Linked DNA regions of Sus scrofa: region 2 is linked to region 1. The links are chromatin contacts, called in public HiChIP or PLAC-seq maps. All regions are on one chromosome and are shown on one strand. The core of a region is the stretch at or near the end of the contact, and the rest is flanking DNA. Distances in the headings are between cores, read along the strand shown. Region 1 holds the start of SLC39A3 (zinc transporter ZIP3). Region 2 holds the start of TIMM13 (mitochondrial import inner membrane translocase subunit Tim13).

Region 1 (3,882 bases), core at 665-3,164:
TCCAAGGTATTTCTCAAATTCATCCACTCCCCTCCACCTCTCCTGCCAATGCCCTCATTTAAATTAGCATTGGTTCTTGATTATTGCTTTTTTAACTGTCAGCCCACTTTTCAATTGGTAATTTTATTACCATTTTATACCAAAGGTTATCATTTCTCCTTTTTATATTTACTTTTATATTCAATTAAATATTTTTACAAGACAATTTTTTTGTCTTTTGCTTTTTTAGGGCTGCACCCGCAGCACATGGAAGTTCCCAGGCTAGGGGTCTAATTGGAGCTACAACTGCCAGCCTACACCACAGTCACGACAACACCAGATCCGAGCCGAGTCTGCAACCCACATCACAGTTCATGGCAATGCCAGATCCTTAACCCACTGAGTGAGGCCAGGGATTGAACCCGCAACTTCATGGCTCCTAGTTGGGTTCATTTCCACTGTGCCACAACGGGAACTCCTGAGACAATTTTTTTTTTACAGCCACACCTGTGGCATATGGGAGTTCCTGGGCTCGGGGTCAAATTGGAGCTGCAGCTGTCAATCTACGCCACAGCCAAGGCAACACCATATCCTTAACCCATCGAGTGAGGCCAGGGATCAATCCTGCATCCTCACAGACACTATGTCGGGTTCTTAACTCACTGAGCCACAATGGGAACTCCTATATTTTCTTTTACATTTGACTTAATATTTTTATTTTTATTTTTTTTTTGTCTTTTGTCTTTTTTGTTGTTGTTGTTGCTATTTCTTGGGCCGCTCCCACGGCATATGGAGGTTCCCAGGCTAGGGGTTGAATCGGAGCTGTAGCCACCGGCCTACGCCAGAGCCACAGCAATGCAGGATCCGAGCCGCGTCTGCAACCTACACCACAGCTCACGGCAACGCCGGATCGTTAACCCACTGAGCAAGGGCAGGGATCGAACCCGCAACCTCATGGTTCCTAGTCGGATTCGTTAACCACTGCGCCACGACGGGAACTCCGACTTAATATTTTTATGAGACAACTTTAGTAATACATCATAAGACGTTTCTTAATCATTTTTTAAAACTTTCTGGGAGTTACTCATGTGGCACAGCAGAAATGAATCCCACCAGGAACCATGAGGTTATATATGTTATCTTTTGCTGCCTAACAGATTACCACAAAACTCAGTGGCTCACAAGAGCAACATTTATTATCTCACAGTTTCTGTGGGTCAGGAATCCATGTTCACATAAATGAGTCCTCAGTTTCAGGGCCTCTCAAAGGCTACAATTAAAGTGTCCTGGGCCAGGGATTAGATCAGAGTCACTGTGGGAACACCGGATCTTTTCACCCAACTGCACCTGACCAGGGATGGAACCAGTGTCCTGGCGCTGCAGAGACGTTGTCGATTTGTTGCATGGCAGCGGGGATTCCCACCCAGCACTCTTGATAACCCTTACTAGGCTCTATTATTCCAGAGCGCTTGTGGCCTTCTGACATGACTTTATCACTTATTATGTTTATCAATTATTTCCTCTGTCTTCTCCTAGAATGTAAGATCCAAAAAAGGAGAGATTTTTTTGTTCTCTTGACAGATATTCTCCAAGGAAAGGCCTTGGCACATAGAAGGCAGAGAGGTTGAACGGATAAACCTGCTTCTTAAGCCCATAGGAAGGGCATCATCAGCGAGGATTCTCCGAGAGAAATAGTCTTCCTTAGCAAATCGTTTCCTGACAATGGCCAAGCCTAGATCTGAACGGTATTCAGCACCAGGGGCCCCTGGACAGCTCTGGAAACCAAACTACCGGAACCTTTCCTCTATGGTTGGAGTTTCCCGCCGGAGCCGCCCGGAGGCTGTACCCGCCGCTCAATGGGAGGAAACTACTTTCCCATGCCTGTGGGAGAGGTGGAGTCGCGGGGTGAATGGCAGTCACAGTAGCCAGTGGCTTGGAGAACTTGTCCCGCTGAGCTTGAGGGGACCAGTAGACAAAGGCGTGGGCGGGGCGTAGGCAGCGGCGCGCCGAGCTAGGGCTTGGCCGGGAGCGCGGCAGTGGGGTCAAACACCGCGCGGCGGTTGAGCGGCGGGCGGCTCAGACTGGCGGGTGAGGACTCGGCGAAGGTACGTGCGGGCTGGGTCGGGGCTGGGGGCCGGGCGGGGCATCCCGGGGCGGAGGAGGCTTTCTCGTCCGTTAGCCAAGGGCCCGCCGGGGCACCCGCCGTGGTTTCGCCTTTACCGGTGATATGTGTGATTTGCGTCGGGTTCTCCCAGCGGAGCGCGAGTTGTCCCCTCTTGGGCTAGGCTCCCGGTGCAGCGCGGAGCACACAGAAGGCGTTCATTACGTGCTGAATGAAAAGATGAATGAATGAGCCGATCACCTTTACCCAGCCCGATCAGCCCTCGGTTTGAGGGCGTCCAGGCCACTCCCCTCACCCCAGCGCCACAGACCGGGGGATCTGGACACTCACAGGTATTTGGCGCCTCCCCTTTCCCGTGGAGGTAGCAGCCCAGGGCGATTGTGGACATATAGGGATTTTAAATCATGTAGTTCCCTGTAGCACCAATAATGCCAGAAAATAATGCCAGGGGAGGGGGTGGGAGGTGGCATTTTAGCTGATGTGGGATCGCAGGCAGTGAGAACTGGGAGACTGGGGAGGAAGCCTAAAGGACAAGGGAGCAGGGTCCCTCCTACTAACAGTGATGTTTTCAGGTCTAGGGTGAGATCTGTACCACTTTGGCTCATTGAGTCTGGTAAAGAGGTCCACATGCTTCAGCTCATCCATTTGTTCAGCAAGCGGTTACTGAGCGTCTCTTCTGCACCAGGCCTTGCGGTTGGTACAAGGGATGCCATTTAGGGCAGGGGTCAGCCCACGGGTGGCCCTCCTGAGGGGTCCTGGAAGCAGTGACCTGGAAAACAAACATCATTGGAAGGTCAGGGAAGAGAAAGGGTCCAAGCCGAGAGAACAACTGGTGCACATGCCCTGAGGCAGGAATGTGCTTGGCACCTTTAGGGATCATAAAGACCAGTGAGGGGAGATGATGGTGGAGAGTCTTTGCCTCAGGGTAAAACTTTTGGATTTTATGTAAGAGCAGTGGGGCACAGAACATTCTGCAACAATGGAAATGTTCTCTGTGCTGTCCAGTATGGTAGCTGCTAGACACAGGTGACTCCTGATCATTTGAAATACAGGTAGCACACCTGAGGAGCTGAATTCTACATCTTATTTAAGTTTAACTCCCTAGCCATGTTGGACAGCCATGGAGAATTTTCTGCGGAAGGCAGTGATGTGTGTCAGACCTGGGATGGGGGTGAGATGCTGGGGGAGATGGGCTTGCTCCCTAGAGCTAGTTGTATAACCAGTCCAACAGCTGACGTGGTTGTTCCTGGCATTCACAGTGGCTAGGCTGAGGCATGAGCGCCCGGCTGTGTGGCTGGACCCCATAGCACCTCCTGGGACAGAGTGCACGCCCACACATGGTTTGGCCCTGCCGCGACCGGTGACCGGAGCAGTCCGGGCCGCCACCATGATGAAGTTGTTGGTGGCCAAAATCCTTTGCATGGTGGGCGTGTTCTTCTTCATGCTGCTTGGCTCCCTGCTCCCCGTAAAGATCATCGAGTCAGATTTTGAGAAGGCCCATCGCTCGAAAAAGATCCTCTCACTGTGCAACACCTTTGGAGGCGGGGTCTTTCTGGCCACATGCTTCAATGCTTTACTGCCCGCCGTGAGGGAAAAGGTAAGCAGCAGCCCTTGGCACCTTATGGTAGAGGGTCTCTATACTTTCCCTTTTTCCTTTCTTTTTAAATTGAGATATAGTTGATGTACAAGATTGTTTAAGTTAGAGGTGTACAACATGGTGATTCATGATTTTTCAAGGTTATATTCCTTGTGTAGTTATAAACTATTGGCGTAGTCCCCGT
Region 2 (3,882 bases), core at 528-3,027, 240 kb after region 1:
AAGTGCCCATGTGATAAAACCAGCGCTGCTGCTGAGTCCACAATCTCCCCGCAGCCCCTGGCTTTAAGTCCACAGCCACTGAGCTCCTGGACAGGGACACCCCTGTGGAAGGAGACGCATCTCACCAGAGCCTCGCCTCTCGGGGAAGGTGCAGGCCCCTGGTGAGCATTTCCTGCCCTGGCAACGCACCATCCCCACCCAGTGTGTGACCTTCCCCAAGAGTGAGAGGCTTCCAGGCCTCTGAGGCCGTGGGCTGTTCCCCACCCCTCCCCATAGCAGGAAGTGAGGGCTAGTGAGGGTCTGGAGGGCGTGATGAGGTGCTGGGAGGGTGGGTGGAGGTGACCCCTAATCATGTGGAAACTGCACTGGGCTCAGCCACATCCTTCAAGGTATTTTGGAAATTTGGGGGTCAAAGCTATGTCCTGGCTTTTGGGTCTGAATTGCTGACACAATTTGGCAGGCAGGGCTTCTGGCCCAGAAGGAAGGGAGAGGGCCCTACCCTCACTGCCGGCCCAGAAAAACCAGCCCCAGGGTTGCACTGGGGCCTGCAAGAGCCCCCAGGCTCCCTGGCTGGGATTGTTCCTCGCAGGTGATTTGCCTCAAAGCCACCTTTTGGTCATATCCCTGCCCCACAGTTGCCTGGATGAGGTCTTGAGTGGACCCTAGAGGTGGCCCAGGCAGGCACTGAGGTGCCTTTGGTGGGTATGCTGGGCTGGTGGCCAGTTATGGCTGGAGTTGGATAACAGTTGTGGATATTCAAGTATTTGGAAACAAGAGTCCAATGTTAAAATGGCAGCCATAGCCTAGGAAACAATTTGCACTTGCCCTTTAACATGCTTAACTTTCAGCCATTTAAATGATGCCGAAGTGATTCTTTTTTCTAAGCCCTTGTCATGTGACTGCAAGTAACTGTAGCACCAATTTAGAGAAAACTCATTCTCGGCCCAGCCCAGGGAAGGAGTGGCCTACAAGGATGAGGTCGGCAAGGCAATCCCTGGGAGACACTGCTGCCTTTCCCCCGGGGCCTGGGTGCTCACCTAAGACTTGGGCGTTCAGCTGTTTTCCTAACAGCAAGGCTTCTGACTTGGGGTTTTTACTCACACGGTCTTCCCAGCAGTTCTATTTATATCAGCATATCCGAGTTGGGACTGACATTCCTCAAGGACATTAAAGCTACTGGAAAGGTCTTAATTCCAACCCGTAAGGGATCATCTGTACAACATGCTGGTGGACTCGGCTTCAAGAACCCGGCTGTCTGGACACATTTCAGACATCTGTGGGTGATTTTTAAGATGCATGCCAAACGTGTGTTTTGCTTTCTCCAATGATTTGTAATATACCTTTTATGACTGGAAACTTTTATACAACACTCCAATAAACATTTTGGTTTTAAAAATCTCCCTCTGAGTTCACTCCGACGCCAGCCAGCTGGAGCGGGAGCTCTCATCCTCTAATGTTCCTAGTTTGACCCGCTATCCTAGTTTTTGGCATTCCTCACCCACGGGTTTCACCAACGCCCCTTTGGCCACGTGACACGCCCATGTCCCTCCCCGGGCTCAAGGTCTAGTGTAGAAGTGCCCGCCGCCTCGTGCGCACGCGCGGCGAGACCCGCGGGGGGCGGGGCCTGAGCGCGGAACCCTGGGCCTCCATCCGTCTCGGGGAAATCGGCGGCGGCCTGCTCCTGTTGCGCATGCGCGGGACTCCCCCCGCGCGGTAAGGGTATCCCGCCCGCCCATGCTCCCTCGTGCCCGGACTCCATTTCCCGTGGGTCCACGGGGCGGCCCACTTCCGGCGCGGGTTGGGGAGGGCGCACGCGGCCGCACTCCAGTTGACTTTGCGGAGATATGGAAGGCGGCTTTGGCTCGGATTTCGGGAGCTCCGGCAGCGGGAAGCTGGACCCGGGGCTTATCATGGAGCAGGTGAAAGTGCAGATCGCCGTGGCCAACGCGCAGGAGCTGCTGCAGGTTCGGGGCCGGGCCGGGGGCGGGGCTGAGGGTGGTCGGGGCCCCTGGGAGAGGAGTCGCAACTGAGCGCTCGTGTGTCCCCACAGAGGATGACGGACAAGTGCTTCCGGAAGTGCATCGGGAAGCCGGGGGGCTCCTTGGACAATTCGGAGCAGGTAAAACCCAGGGAGCCAGACTGGTCGTGGGCCCCGACCGACAGGGAGGTCTCTGCGCCTGCGCGGACTAACGGGGCGGTGCGGTGGGCACGTGCGCAGTCCGCTGCTGGGAGTGTTGGGGGTCCCAGCCAGCGGTCCAGACCTGAGCCCCGCGCCCTCCCCGTCCCTAGAAGTGCATCGCCATGTGCATGGACCGCTACATGGACGCCTGGAACACCGTGTCCCGTGCCTACAACTCTCGGCTGCAGCGAGAACGAGCCAACATGTGATCGCGACGCGCCAGCAGCCCACTTCCCACCCCACCCCACTCCCAGTTCCATCTCCATAAATGCTGTTTGTGAGGCGGGGGCCAACGTGTGCGTGCTGCCTGCCAGAAGTTTATGAGGACCAGACTGGTGCTGGGACAGTTGGTATTCTGTTTCTCCGTGCCCCGTTCGCGCACACGTGCCGGCGAGTGTAACTTGCGTCTGGGGGGCCCCTGGCCCGGGTGGTGCCTTCCCTAGTGCCCCTGTTACCGAATTGTGTCATATGGACCCTGTTGGGGGCCGGCTTAGGCTCTATGTCTCCTAGGGGGTGTTCTTTTTCTGTTCCGTGGAGCCTGAAGCTGAGATGGACACAGCACAAGCTTTATTCAGCAGTTAAAGTATGGAGACGCGTGAACAAACGAACTCACAGATCAGCTTCTTAGCTGGCGAGAGGGGCTTAATTTTAACAAGGAGGCCTGTGTGTATGTCTACGCGGGAAGGGGCTGAGCTTTTTCCGAGGGAGTGGGGTGCCACCTCTTTTTTATCTTTTTTGGTCTTTAATGTCTGGTCGAGGCTGCGGATGCGTGTGTTATTTAATAAGCTAATGTAGTAAAATCCACACATAATGAGACAGCGTTTGTTGGAAGTCAGATTTGCCACCATTTTCCTCCCAGCAGGGTTTCGTGGTTTTGTTTTTGTGTGTATGTGTCTTCGTGTTCTATGCATTAGGATTAACTGAAAGTTAATCTTTAAAGATTTCTGTTCACTCCTACTAAAAGGTGGGGTGGTGGTTGGCAGGTTTTGAGCAGGGACCTCCTTCCTGCAAAAGGTCAGGGTGGATAGGTTGTGAGGAAAGGGCTGGAGCAGCTCTGGTGACAAACTACTCCCTTCCTTATTATTGCTCATTCCTTTTTTTTTTTTCTTCTTCTTTTTTTTTTTTTTTTTTAATGGCTGCAGGTGAGGCCTATGGAAGTTCCTGGGCCAGGGATTGAATTCAAACCAAAGGACTTCCCTTGTGGCTCACAACATAACTACATGGTGTTGTTTCTACAGTGGCTGTGGTTCTGTCCCTGGCTCGGCAATTTCCATATGCTGCAGGAGTGGCCAGTTGTTATAAAAAAAACAAAAAGAAGAAGAAGAAGAATGAATCTGAGCCAAAGCTATGACTTACGTTACACCTGTGGCAATTCAGGATCCTTTAACCTGCTGTGCCAGGCCAGAAACTGGAGCCGCTGCAGCCAGATTCTTAATCTACTGTGCCACAGTGAAAACTCCCTGCCCTCATTCTTTTTTTTTTTAATTTTTAAATTTTATTTATTTATTTATTTATTTATTTTTGTCTTTTTGCTATTTCGTGGGCCGCTCTCGCGGCATATGGAGGTTCCCAGGCTAGAGGTCGAATCGGAGCTATAGCTGCCAGCCTACGCTGGAGCCACAGCAACGCAGGATCCGAGCCGAGTCTGCGACCTACACCACAGCTCACGGCAATGCCGGATCCTTTAACCCACTGAGCAAGGG

Evidence for each region. HiChIP or PLAC-seq counts read pairs in DNA pulled down with a chosen protein or histone mark.
Region 2: an H3K27ac HiChIP or PLAC-seq map of skeletal muscle shows a contact between it and region 1, with 2.7 times the contacts expected there. The contact joins the promoter of TIMM13 here to the promoter of SLC39A3 in region 1. A contact is called at or near these places in 1 of 47 Hi-C or Micro-C datasets (epiblast stem cells) and 1 of 2 datasets of contacts at active chromatin or transcription factors (skeletal muscle).

The regions. Positions count from the first base shown.
Region 1 is chr2:75,906,537-75,910,418 of Sscrofa11.1, forward strand. It overlaps SLC39A3 (zinc transporter ZIP3), which reads left to right and starts at 1,915. Exons shown (of 3, transcript XM_005652818.3): 1 at 1,915-2,084; 2 at 3,361-3,698. The coding sequence starts at 3,489.
Region 2 is chr2:76,145,169-76,149,050 of Sscrofa11.1, forward strand. TIMM13 (mitochondrial import inner membrane translocase subunit Tim13) reads left to right here and starts at 1,778. Exons shown (of 3, transcript XM_003353990.4): 1 at 1,778-1,964; 2 at 2,051-2,119; 3 at 2,290-2,995. The coding sequence starts at 1,845. The coding sequence ends at 2,388. LMNB2 (lamin-B2) reads left to right here. Exons shown (of 12, transcript XM_003353991.4): 12 at 1-1,396.